2 separate regions of the Mus musculus genome follow, and region 2 is linked to region 1. The links are chromatin contacts, called in public Hi-C maps. All regions are on one chromosome and are shown on one strand. Each heading gives the region's core, a stretch centred on a gene start, on an enhancer-like site or on the middle of the called end of the contact. The rest is flanking DNA. Distances are from core to core; before and after follow the strand shown. Region 1 has its middle 9.7 kb from the start of Ercc6l. Region 2 overlaps Hdac8 (histone deacetylase 8).

The links. A called contact is a pair of places that touch in the nucleus more often than the background predicts.
Region 2: a contact with region 1 is called in a Hi-C map of the N1E-115 cell line, with 3 times the contacts expected there. The contact joins two enhancer-like sites. A contact is called at or near these places in 2 of 39 promoter capture datasets (hippocampal neurons and liver) and 1 of 484 Hi-C or Micro-C datasets (the N1E-115 cell line).

The regions. Positions count from the first base shown.
Region 1 is chrX:102,163,492-102,170,032 of GRCm38.p6, reverse strand. No RefSeq gene overlaps it. Among named protein-coding and RNA genes, the nearest start is that of Ercc6l, 9.7 kb to the right of the region's middle. Within about 2 kb of position 2,887, at least 54 of the 459 cell types and tissues checked have an H3K27ac peak or open chromatin away from gene starts, as enhancers often do. A contact at or near this core is called in the N1E-115 cell line, where this site is marked.
Region 2 is chrX:102,414,037-102,420,577 of GRCm38.p6, reverse strand. The region is part of intron 7 of Hdac8 (histone deacetylase 8); the gene reads left to right. All of the region lies in intron 4 of Gm32262 (a long non-coding RNA gene), which reads right to left. Among named protein-coding and RNA genes, the nearest start is that of Hdac8, 88 kb to the left of the region's middle. Within about 2 kb of position 4,022, at least 6 of the 459 cell types and tissues checked have an H3K27ac peak or open chromatin away from gene starts, as enhancers often do. A contact at or near this core is called in the N1E-115 cell line, where this site is marked.

The sequences.
Region 1 (6,541 bases), core at 1,638-4,137:
TGTTACTCAAATAGCTTCAGTGGGCCATTCTACCACCTTTCTGCTTCTTTTTCCACTGTTCCTTCTTTGGGCTGGGTTCCAGGCACGGCCAACACAACACAGACTCTCTTGCCTCAGGGCCTTTGTGCCTATTGCTGCTGCCTGGAACACTTACAAATCTGCATGCCTGCTCACTTGCTGATCTCTTTCTTTTTCCTTTCTGTTTTGGTTTTTATTTTTTTCCCCAAGACAGGGTTTCTCTGTGTATCCCTGACTGTCCTGGAACTTACTCTGTAGACTAAACTGGCCTTGAACTCATAGACCCACCCACTGAGGCATTAAAAGTGCTGGAATTCAATGTGTCCAGCACCATGTCCAGCTTCACTCATTGCTTTCAAATCTTCATTTGAACGATACATACTCAGTAAAACCTCCCCCCATCATTCGATATAAGTGTGCAGCCAGCATCCCACCAGCATCCCACCAGCAGTTCTATTTGCTTGCCCTATCACCAACTGTGATGGTTTATTTTATCTGTCAACTTGACAACACCACAGGGAGCACAACGAAAGGAATTTGAGACTAGGTCTCATGTTGTCCAACTTGGCTGCAGACTCCCTATTTAGCTGACCTTAAACTCCTGAGTGCCCTGTTACCACCTGCAAGAGTTTCAATTAGAAGCATTTGCCAGTCTACCTGGCTCTAGAAACTTGGTTAAACATCATTTCTGGGTATCTCTGAAGACACCCAGGTATAATATCAATACTTGAACAGGGAAGGCTGGAGGTATAACTCATAAGCAGGGCCCTTTGTTCTGAAGTTCTGAAAACAAAATAACAACATCAACAACAAAACAGCGGGGCTGGCGAGATGGCTCAGCGGGTAATAAGAGCACTGACTGTTTTTGCTGCCAAAAGCCATCAGATATGAAGAACTTCAGGACCCCCTATCACAATTTTTAAGAGTTTTCTTCAATGTCTTTCTGTCTAGACTGTTTCTCTTTGGGGTGGGGGTGAGGTTGTCACAATAGCTTTCTATGTCTCTCATTCTCAACTGTGATTGTTTGGGGATGGGGTAAGACAGGGATTCTCTGTACAGCCCTGGCTGTCCTGGAACTCACTCTATAGACCCGGCTGGCCTCAAACTCAGAGATCTATCTGCCTACCTCTGCCTCCCAAGTGCTGAAATTAAAGGCATGCACCATCACCACCTGACAAATTTGTTTGTGTGTGTGTGTGCGCGAGCGTGTAAAGAGACGGAGGGAGAGAGAGAGGGAGGGAAGGAGAAAGAGAGGAAGAGAAAGACTGACAATATTGTAGCCCTTGGCTGGCCTAGAACTCATTTTGTACATATGCTGGCTTAGAACTAGAGATCTACCTGCCTCTGTCTCCAGAGTTATGTATACATTATGTATACATTGGGTCACTGCCCCACTCTCATATCTGTAAGGGCTCTCATTTTGTGTGTAGTACAAATTCCTCTGTTACTCAAATAGCTTCAGTGGGCCATTCTACCACCTTTCTGCTTCTTTTTCCACTGTTCCTTCTTGTATGTTATACATACGGGGGGGGGGGGGAGGTGGGCAAAGGACCCAGGTTTGGTTTCAAACACCCATATGGCAGATTACAACCACCTGTAACACCAGTTCTAGGGGACCAGATGCCTTCTTCTGGCCTCTATGGGTACCAGGCACATACATAGCACACACACAAAACACCCATACACATATAATAAATCCTTAAAAATAGTTTTGAATTGGCTGAGTCCTTACAATAAGAGTGTTTTGGCATGCTTCCATCCCATTGGCTCCGGGTCTCTAACGAATCAGGGTGAGTACGGCTAACACTGATTTAGTTGTACAATTTGTTACCTCCCTTCCCTTAAAGGTAAGCTTCATGCCGGTGGAAATTCTGGTGTGTTTTGTTCACTACTGTATCCCTAACACAATGTCTGCCATATAGTAAGTGATTAATAAATAATGATTGAAGATGGCTGTGTTGGCTTGCACATGGATTATACCAGCACCTGAGGCTGAAGCACAATGAGAGCCACAAGTCTGAGGCCAGTCTGGGCTATGAAGAGAGCTGTTTTGTTTTGTTTTGTTTTTGAGACAGGGTTTCTCTGCGTAGCCCTGGTTAATCTGGAACTCGCTCTGTAGACCAGGCTGTCCTTAAATTCAGAGATCCTTGTGCTATCCCCCCCACCCCACCCCCCTGCCACCGCCTGCCCACAGTGTGGGATCAAAGGCCTGTGCCATTATTGCCTGGCTGGGGAGAACCTTCTTAAAAGACAAAATTTCCAAACCAAAACCAACTAAGTAAGTAAATAAATACTGAATGAATGAATGATAGCCATTATGACTGGATCTTTCTCTACACTCACCACTCACTCTCCCAGGAGTTATGGGTCATTCTGTGGACAGGAATTGACATCTCCTGGCTTTGCATTCCCAGGACCAAGGAAAGTGCCCACTATCAAAGGGGCCCCATATGTAATGACTTAAATGCTCTGCTCTGCTTGTCCAGAACACTCCAGTCTGCAGACAAACAGGACAGAGCCCACTTCGGTGTCTGACTCACTCTCTTCCTGTCACCCCTCCATAAAGCCCCAACCCTGGCAGGGCCACTTGCTTAGTATGTCTGCTCCCTTCTCGTTTTCCCATCCTTTCTCTTCCCCCATCTCCTCCTTCCCACACATCTGGGTACATCTGGGTACAGGCTATCATCTCGGGGTAGCAATTACTGCTGCTAAGCTGGAAGTTGTTTTGCTCAGGGCTATGTCTCCCAGGGATTCATTTGCATGCTTCCTGGCATTTCTGATGTTCCAGGGAAATGACACAGCAGCTGCCCGGGCTCAGTGAGTGGAGGAGAGATCAGGCCAGGAGCTGGACTAATCCGCCTGCAGGACCAAAGGCACCGGAAGCAGGGAGGCCATGGCCCCTCGTTGCCACCTCACTGGCCCCAGTTTCTCTGTCAGTACCAGTCTGGGGTGGAAATGAGGTGCTGCCTGGAATAGTTTGTAAACTACAAAACAAGGGCCTGCTAACGTTACAGCATTACAATAGATTAACTCAGCTCTCATTTCCCTGGAGCTGCCCTGTGTCTCTGCTCCTCTCAGCTTTCTGCCTCCCCACAGCCTGCCATTGTAGCACAGCAGGAGCAAGGCCCCTGGTAGCTCTCTTCTATTCTGTACAAAAATCACCACCTTTGGAACACCTTTTAAGGACAGGGCCCACAGAGACAACCTCAAGCTCATCCAGCGGGGGCGAGCCATTGATCAAATCCTATTCAGGCTGCCTTCCGGTTGTTCAGATCTGCTGGGAGGAGGCCAGCTGGAATTAGTGACAAATTGGAAGCAGAGAATATTGACAAAGAAGTGCTGTTTTATTGCCTGCGATGACTCACTATAATTCAAAGGCGATAATTCAAAAGCAGCTCTCCTAGTCAAGGAGAATCACAGCTAGTGAATAGGGAAAACTGTGTTAATAAGTTAGCCACATCCAGACCTTAAGATTAAATTCAGTTCTGTTCCCTTCAAGGAGATGAAAAATAACCCTTTCACCTCCAACTCCTTCTCCCCCCTCCAAATCTGAAAGCCTTGCCAAAAGGCTTTGAAAATAAGTCAGCACCATCCAAATATTTCTTGCTCCAACCACTCTGTGCCTGAAGTCTAAGTAAGCTATGTAGCCCAGGATGACTTTGAACTCACAATTCTCTTGCTTCAGCCTCCTATGTGTTGGGATAAAAGTATGTGCCATTACACCAGTCTAAGACTATATAGATATAGATATATAGATATAGATGTAGATGTAGATACAGATATATAGTAACTGTCTTCAGACACACTAGATGAGGGCATCAGATTCCATTAGAGATGGTTATATATATATATATATATATATATATATATTAATGTTAGGAATTGGACCCAATATCTTACACATACTAAATGAGTGCTCTCCCTCTCTAACTAGATTCCTAGCCCTGGGAAAAAATTTAAAGTATCTTTGCATAGGCCCTAACTCTAGATATTGATTTAGTAAGGGATGGAATGTGGGCATTTTTTTAAAAATGAGGCATAATTTAGATATAATAAAATATATAGGTCTTAAGTGTCTGTCCTGCCCAGCTTTATGTGAACTTGACACAAGTTAGAGTCCTTTTTTTTGGGGGAGGCGGGGGTCGAGACAGGGTTTCTCTGGCTGTCCTGGAACTCACTCTGTAGACCACACTGGCCTCGATCACAGAGATCCACCTGCCTCTGCCTCCCAAGTGCTGGGATAAAAGGCGTGCGCCACCACCGCCCGGTTTAGAGTCCTCTTGAGAGGAGGGAAATTCAATTGAGAAAATGCCTCCATAAGATCTGTGAGCAAAGCCGAGCAAAGCTTCTATAAGCAAACAAGCTGAGGAAGCAGTGAGGAACAAGCCAGTAAGCAGCGCTCCTTTGCCAGCTTCTGCCTTCAGGTTCCCACCTGGTTTTAGTTCCTGCTTTGGTTTCCCTCAATGGTCTGTGACTCAGGATACATAAGCCAAATCAACCTTTCTTACTAATGCCACTGTGTCTCATCACAGCAACAGTAATCATAATTAAGACAGTATTTAATAAGACAGATTTTAAAAAAAGCATTTCCATTGCTCTAGTGTCCCCGAATATGTGGACCCCTGCCAAAGGCAACCTCCATACTGATTTCCATTAGGGATTCATATCGATTGTTCTTGAACTTCGTAGAAACCAAGTCAAGCAGTGATAACATTTAGAGACTGGTCCGTCTCCCTCAGTATAGTGCCACTGAGAGTCACCCAAATCATTGCACTGGTCAAGAAGTTCATTTGCTTTTAACGCGTGGCATTCCCTTGTATGTTATTTTTGTTGTCTGGTGTTTGTTTGTTTGTTTGTTTGTTTATTTCTGCCATTGCTATAATGGAAAAACCTGAATCTATGTTGTTTGTTTGTTTTATTGAGACAGGATCATCTGGCCTGGAACTTGCTATGTAGACCAGGTTAGCCTCAAACTCATAGAGTTCTAACTCCCAAGTGCTGTGATTAAAGGCATGTGCCACCATGCTCAGCATAAATCTATGTGGTTAAGAGTACTGGCCCTGGGCTAGCGAGATGGCTCAGTGGGTAAGAGCACCCGACTGCTCTTCCAAAGGTCCGGAGTTCAAATCCCAGCAATCACATGGTGGCTCACAACCATCTGTAATGAGATCTGACTCTCTCTTCTGGAGTGTCTGAAGACAGCTATAGTGTACGTACATAAAAAGAAAAAAAAAAAAAAAGAGTACTGGCCCTTCTTCCAGAGGTCCTGAATTCAATTCCTAGCAACCACATGGTGGCTCACAACCATCTGTAATGGGATCTGGTGCTTTTGGTGTGTAGGCCTACATGTAGGCAGAATACTGTACACATAGTAAATTAATAAGCCTTTTAAAAAAAGATCTCAAAACGATCTCTAGGGGGGCTGGGGAGATAACTCAGTGATCAGGAATGTGTACTACTCTTTCAGAGGACCTTAAGCTTTTCAGCACCCACAATGGGCAGCCCACAGCTGCCTGTAACTCTAGTTCCAAGGAACCCAACATCTCTGGTCCCCAAGAATACCGGCAAACATACACAAGCATTAAATATAATAAAAATAAATCCTTAAGCCGGGCGGTGGTGGCATACACCTTTAATCCCAGCACTTGGGAGGCAGAGGCAGGCGGATTTCTGAGTTTGAGGCCAACCTGGTCTACAGAGTGAGTTCCAGGACAGCCAGGGCTATCCAGAGAAACCCTGTCTTGAAAAAAAAAAATATAGAAAAAGAAAAAAAAAAAAAGAAAAGAAAAGATTCCTAGTACATCTACTATGAATACAGAGTTGAGAATTCCTGGCAAACTAAAGATCATTCCCAGAAGCTCCTTAGTGTTACAGGTCCCAAATCGATCTTCTCGAGCTATCTGCTCACTGAAAGGTGTGCTCATCATTTTCTTGCTACCTGGGTATCTGGTCTCACTGAATTCCAAGGCACAAGGTGACTCACCTCTCTGAACCTTGATTCCTTCACCTGGTAAGGACACAGTGCTTGGTTACTGGGAAAGAGTCTGGCATCAAACATCAATTCTTGGAAGGAGTGCTGAGAGGGAATGGGAGCTGTCCACTCCACCCTGGGACGTGCCATAACACGCCCTGGCATTAGTTCTGTGCCTTTTCTCCATACCTTCAAAGGCCGAGACTGGCCAAGCTCCTGGCTGTGTTCTCACCCTGCCTTGATGAATTTGAACAAAATATCCCAAGGGTCCCTAAGCTCTTTAAGCTCAGAGCAGATGGCTAGCAAGCCAGTTCTCTAGGACATCCAGTCCCTGAGTCAGATCTAGGCAGGGGGCCAAGGCCTTCAAAGGCTCTAGAAAAGCTTAACTCTCATCCCAGCTCCCCCCAGTTGTCCCCGAGAGCTTATATGTTTTACTGCTGGGCTCTGTTCAGTGCCAGTGAAGGAAGGGAAAGAATAAACACCAAATTAGGTGTCTAATGTGGAGTGCCTGGACTCTGATGCTGAGGAAGGGCTCTTCTTCATTGGAGAGAG
Region 2 (6,541 bases), core at 2,773-5,272, 250 kb before region 1:
TTCAAAAGGCTTTAAGAGCTTCACAATGTAAGATAAGTTGGAGGGAGGGATCCTGTGCTTCATTATCTGAGTTGTCCTGAGCCAGTGAGCTAACCATGCATGTCTGGAGGACTTGTGTGAGGCTGTAGTGAGAGCCAGTAATTTCCCTCACCTAGTCCTTAGGGCCTGAAATGTGTGCGGTTGGAGAGCCATGCCATTTTCATTTCTGTCTCCTCCAGACTGCACCTGACCCCATGAAGAAGTCTTCCCAGGTGACTTTTATCCCATGTAAGTTAAGGAGGAAAATGTTCTAAGATTCTGTGAAAGGTCACTGTGCCACTCTGGGGCATTTTCTCTGTTCTCTTCTTCCTGACGACTGATTCCTGCCACTGGAGAAAGTGACCTGATTCTTTGGCAACAGGTTAATAAGTTCTGACGCTAGAACATGTTCTGATGCTAGAAACTATCCAGAGGCAGGAAGACCTTGTCCTAAATGGAAATCGTGATAATCATACCCTTTAATAACGCAGGGCTTCTCTGAAAAAAGATGCCAAACACGACTAGGTCTGTGTTCAGTGGAATGTTCTAACATCAAAATTCACGCTGTTCCCATTCCACTGCTCTCTCCACTGTGTGCCTCCTACCTCCACTGTAATTCTCCCCTCCCCTTAGACTTTAGTTGATGCCCTGCCCCTTCAGTCCAGCCTATGAAAACTGCTTAAGCTGTACAGAAGTGTTACAGCTTTGAATGAGCGCACCTACTGCTGCCCTATGCCTAGCAGCTGCTTTAATGCGTGAGCTGGCTTATGTTGACTTGGACCCGACTTTAAGAGGTTCACTTAAAGCTAGACTCCACCACCTGAGGAAGAAGCCTGGTGCTGAGTTTAGGAGGACCTTAGCATGTTCTCTTGCCTGTTGTACTATCAGGAAAGAGCCATAGCCACTGATATTTTTAAAATAATTTTTAAAAAGCCTTATCAAGTAACCATATAAGTTAGCAAGTAAGATGTGGTGGGGAGTGGGGGAATGCTAGAGAGAAAGGGCAGTGTTTGCCTGGAGATGCTGTGAGAGGGGTTCTGTGGGAGCTGGATGTGAAGGGGTTTGTGTGTACTAGCTCCATGTAGGAGAATCCCAAGGAGGTGGGGGGATGGGGAGGGGATGGGGCATCTTAAATGTATGAGGGTTGATGCAGAAAAATATCTATCCTATTTAAATATAGGCAAGCCTCACTAACTCAGCCTAATTAGAGGAAAGCCAGTCTGAATCATGGAATATTTTAAATGCATTTTTATTACTTTCAAGCATTGGACATGCTAGTAATTCAAAATAGACTAACAGCATAGAACAGCACCTCAGGGAAGGGGCTTTAAGAATCATTTGTAATTAGCATATCAATTATTTGTATGTAAGTAGATGTGCACAAAGTGCATAAAAAGTTTATTCTCCTAAGTAGGACAAACATCCCCCAGTGCAGTCCTGTTTACACTATTAATTTGCTTAGCCAGCCCTTTTTGTGCCAAGATAGATGTATGTAAGAAATGCTTATTTCCTTAGGGAAGAATGAATCGCTTCCCTGTGTTTAGTCCAGTAACTAAGAAGCTGAGCGCCATTTGATTGGTTTGGGATTTCCAGGATATAGAGTTTTGAATTTGCATACAGACTAGAGAGATTTCATATGGAGAAGATCTGGCAGCCATTGCCAGAGACCCAGTTTCCCCATCTGGATTTCATTGAAGTGATCTGGATTTCATCAAGCAACAGGACACTGATCCTAAATGATCCACCAGACACTCCAACGTAGACATGTTTAAAATACATCCTGCCCCAGAAAAATAACTGCCAAAATATGATAAGTTGGAGTTACTCTATGTGCGGTACTTAAAAGTAATAAAACTGCATTTCTTTTTAAGTCCCACAAAAACCATGCAATAGCAAGTTAATGATGGAAATCAATCCCCAAACTCTTTCTTGCACACCTCATTGTGTGACAGCATTGCGCCGATTTCCAATCACCTGGGAGAGGATATTATATTGTGATGAGCTGCACCAGGTGCTAACTATATGGCAGGATTTCGCCTTTGAATCTCAGTGAGGCCCCCCTGAGTCAGAAAGGGCAAGGGAAGGGCTAGGGCCATGTTTATTGTTAACAAGTCATTATTGTCCACGTAAGTTTGCAAAGCAGTGTGATTGCAGTGAAAGAGAGATTTTAAAGGGCAAGAAGAAATATGATTAGGAAATGAAAAGCAGAGATACCTGCCTAAATTTTACCCTACATGAACTGAGGTGTGCTCTGGGTAAACTGTGAATTCTTCGAGGCTTGGTGAGAGAGTAGAGACAAGTATGGAGAACATCAGCATGGGCAGGAAGTCCATGGTCGTCGGTGCAACTACAGCTTGGAATGGCTCCAGCCCTCGCCTTTCCCCAAGGGCATCACTAGCCAGGGTCTGCAAAGGCCAAATAGCTCTTTGGCTTCCAATCTGATTTTTTTGCCTAAGAAATCAGAGAAGTTGGTTTCGATTTTAATAATATATTCTTCCAGCCTCTATATAACAGAAAGGCACTTGTGTTTCTGCCCCCTCTTAAAGTGAATTTTGTGTTTGGTGAAAGGTAATAGATTGGCAGCACTGGAAAATGAATTACTGTATTCCCAGAACAGGTATAACCAGGCAGTGACACTATGAAATTTCTCTCTGCCTTTGGGGACCATTAGAGTATTACTCAGGAAGTCACTGCTATGGTGTGCTGTGCTGAACTCCACAGAATCCTAACGGGCTTTAAGAATTAACATAGCACTCAAAGGGCCTGACTTAAAGCCATTCATTTATTCATCCAGCATTATGCAGTGCTTACTATGTGCCTAATGCTGGGAGAAGACATTCACAAATGTTGTATCATTTAATCTCTACAATAACATATGAGAGGGAGAATATCATTCTTGGTTTATAGAGAAGGAAAACAAGGCTCAAAAACAAAGTGATCTGCACATGTCACCACACACACACTGGATCCAGGCTCTTCTGACTCCGTGCCAGTCTTCTCCCTGAACTAGGTACTGCGGAGTTTGCAAAGCGGGGCTGAGGAGATATATGCTCAAACAATATGACACAAAGCCGAATGTAATTTGCACCATGGGCACTCCTGGTGGTTACAGAGCAGTGAAATGTCCTATCCCAGAACACATAGTGGGCTATTAGCACAGCAAGCGTTAGGATTCATATTCTTTCCATTGTCTTCCAGACCTGCCTCTCTGTCCAGCCCACCACCTGCCAAGATAATATCTACCCTGCTTGCTGGGGGGCGGGGAGTGGGGGTGTCTAGCCTTTCAGAATGAAAAAAAGCCTTAAAGCCATGGGACTCAGTGATGACACCATTGGATTCGAATTGGAATTTGTATACTAATTCTAGCTCTGACGAGTCACTCTGGGCCACTGGCATGGTCCTTTAATTCTGTATGACTCACTCACTCTTGTGTGAGTGAATGAGAATGGTTTACTTCCAAGAAGTACAGCAAGAGATAAGTAATAATACACTAAAAATAGTGTACATCCCTTCCTGTTGCCAAGGTGAAATATAATTAATGAGAGAATTACGTATACTACAAGGCCAGCATAGAAAGAGATGCCAATTAGAATCTATGTTTTTATGTAATGGGCTCAGCAATGAGAGGAAAAAAAAATATTCCTTTAAAGTGCTACGTCATAAAAATTAAAAGAAAAAAAGAGAGGACAGGTTGTGGGTTGGTTGGTGAATTTGGAGAGTTTTAAGATTTGGTTTTTATTTTATAGGTTTGGATGTTTTAGATGTCTGGGAAACCAGTACAGCTTGCCTGATGCTAAAAGCAGAGAAAAAAAAAAACAACATAGGAAATTAAATGCCTTAAATGTGTCCAAGAGGCACCCGTGGCCCCCCAAAGAAATGACACATCATCCTCACTGCAGGGAGCCCCACTCCAATTCCTGCCTCCCACAACTATTTGTAATAGATCTGAAATCACTGAGGCATTCGCCATATGCTGAGTCCCCTGACAGCTTGAGTCTTTGCAGAATGAGTCAGCAGTACCTGAGTTGAGATAGGATTGCAAAAGTATAGAAAACACACAGAGAAGAAAAGTTGACCGGCCTCACATTCGGGACTGATGAGTGATTCTTTGGGTCTCTGACAGAGCCCTCTTCTGAATTCCATCAAATGCAGTGACTTTAGTATTTATATCTTAGAGAGGAGCTTTGCTGCTGGCAAGAACGTCTCTCAGGCTGACTGTGGGGGCTCAATGCATTAGTACTCTCCATCTGCAGCTGGCTAAACAGTTTGTCAACTTTTAAGTTTCTCATTTTTATATCTAGTGAGGGAGTACCTAGAGCAGTGGTTCTCAGTCTTCCTAGTGCTGTGGCCCCTTAATACAGTCAATTCCTCGTTTGTGGTGACCCCCAAACATAAAAATATTTTCGTTGCAGCTTTATAACTGTAATTTTGCCACTGTTATGAACTGATATCTGATATGCAGGATATCTGATTTGCAACCCCCATAAAAGGGTTCCTTGACTCCAGAGGGGTCGTGACCCACAGGTTGAAAAACACTGCTCTAGAGGGTTGCTAGTGCTTGTTAGAAAACATGGGAGATGCTTGCCTTACAGAGGTGAGATATAAGCAAAAGTCAGGAAATGGGACCCGCTGGCAGCCTGTCTCTCTCACGGGCCTGGCTAGGCAGACAAGTTAGGGTTACTGTGCCCTATCAGCAGCCATGATCATGACTGTAACACTGTCAGTCTGGCATCCCATTACCTGGGAGTGAGAACTTTAGTTTCATAATTCCCTAACAAACCAATAATAAACACATGCTCTCCACTCCCCTGACACCACCACCCAGTGCTGGAGGGAAAATGGCGCCAGGGAATAATGTCAAGGGTGCAGAGCAGAAGCTGTGGGTGAACACCTCAGAGGTTTGGGGGCTTTTCTTTTACCTCCAAGTACTTTGCCTGTCATCACCCCTAGCTTTTCTTCTCCTCAGGCTCAAACATCCTCCCCCAAATAAAGACCTGCTGAAGTTTCTGTGCCTGCTTCTCCTCATTTGCATAGCCCCCTCTGAAAACCAGACTGAAGGCTGGGGGATCAGGTTTCTCATCAAGAAAACTGCATTTCAAATGCATGTCTTGTGTGTTTATAAGGAGCTTACTAATGTAGTGTAATGAGATGCCTGTCTTCCCCCTCCCTTCTGGGGAAGAGATTTTATACTTTCATAAAAACTTAAAATTAATGATTTACAGGGCACGGAGTAGCAGTGTTAAAGCCGTTAGGGAAGGTTTCCCAAAAGCTATCTGGGGTGGCATTTCATTCACTTACTCGTTTAATGACTATTTATTGAATGTCTACTATGTCTAAAGTATTGATTCTACGTTCAAGGAAGTTAGGGAAATTTTTAAAATGTTAGATAGAGATTGATTTTCATATTCACACACATTTGAATAAAACAAAACATGGGAAGTTACAAGAACCATAAAATTTAGGATGCTATAGGCATTCAGAGGAGATAAATACTTCAGAAAAAGGCTTAATTAAGGAGGTAACATTTGATCTGGGTTCTAAAGGGTACCTAATTACTACATCTTTAGAAAGTGTCTATGCATATTTATAAAATCTGGGTCAAGTTTGAATATACAGAAATTGCCGGGAAGGATAATTGTGTAGAAAGGGAACAGTGAGACCAGGGTTGGAAGAAGGTGCTGTTGGAGAGGAGCAGTGGTTCAGCTTGGCTGGACTGTAAAGTGGGTGAGAGGCAGAAGTCCCAAAGACTGGAAAAGCAGAGCTCAAACTCTTAGCTATAAAAATTTGTACCGTATTCTGTCAGCACTAGGCAAACCAGTGAAGGCTTTTAAAAATGAGGAAATAATAAAATCAGAGTTTGCTTGAGAAAATTAGTACTTAAAAGTAATACTCTGCCATGGCCCTGCTTGTGGTAACAACCTAGGTGACATAGCTGGTGCTTGACCTGCCAAACCATATAGTTCAGAAAGTCATAGAAGCAGGTAAATTGTAATAATTTAAAGGTCCAACTCTGGTGACAGGCTGCAGTTCTGAAACTTAATAAATGTGTGATACTCTGTAGACTTCTGAACTCTGTGCTGCAGTTTTCTCATCTAGAAAATAAATTTCATGACACACCTGCCTTATATTTTTATGAGGTCTAAAATGTGTTAATACAAATAAAGTTCATAGAACAGTACTGTATCCTTCCTGGGTAAAGTCCTCAAAAAATATTAGCTCCTAGTATTTTTTCCATTTATGGAGGAGATGGAATTTAAAGAATGACTATGGCTATAACGTAGACATGGAAAAAGGTAGTGTTTAGCCACAAGGCGACATGTGACAAAAGGCCTACTTACATGAAGACGCACAGTGAGTGAGGTAAGCAGTTGCCTGTGGGGTGACATCACAGGTCAAGGCTTATTGAGCAATAGGATTTTAAAGGCAAGCCAGAGGTAGATCAGGAGGGACTTTGAATCATAACCTAAAGTAGAGGAACATTGAAGGATTTGGGATAAGACAAGTGACTTGATTGAAACTTTTC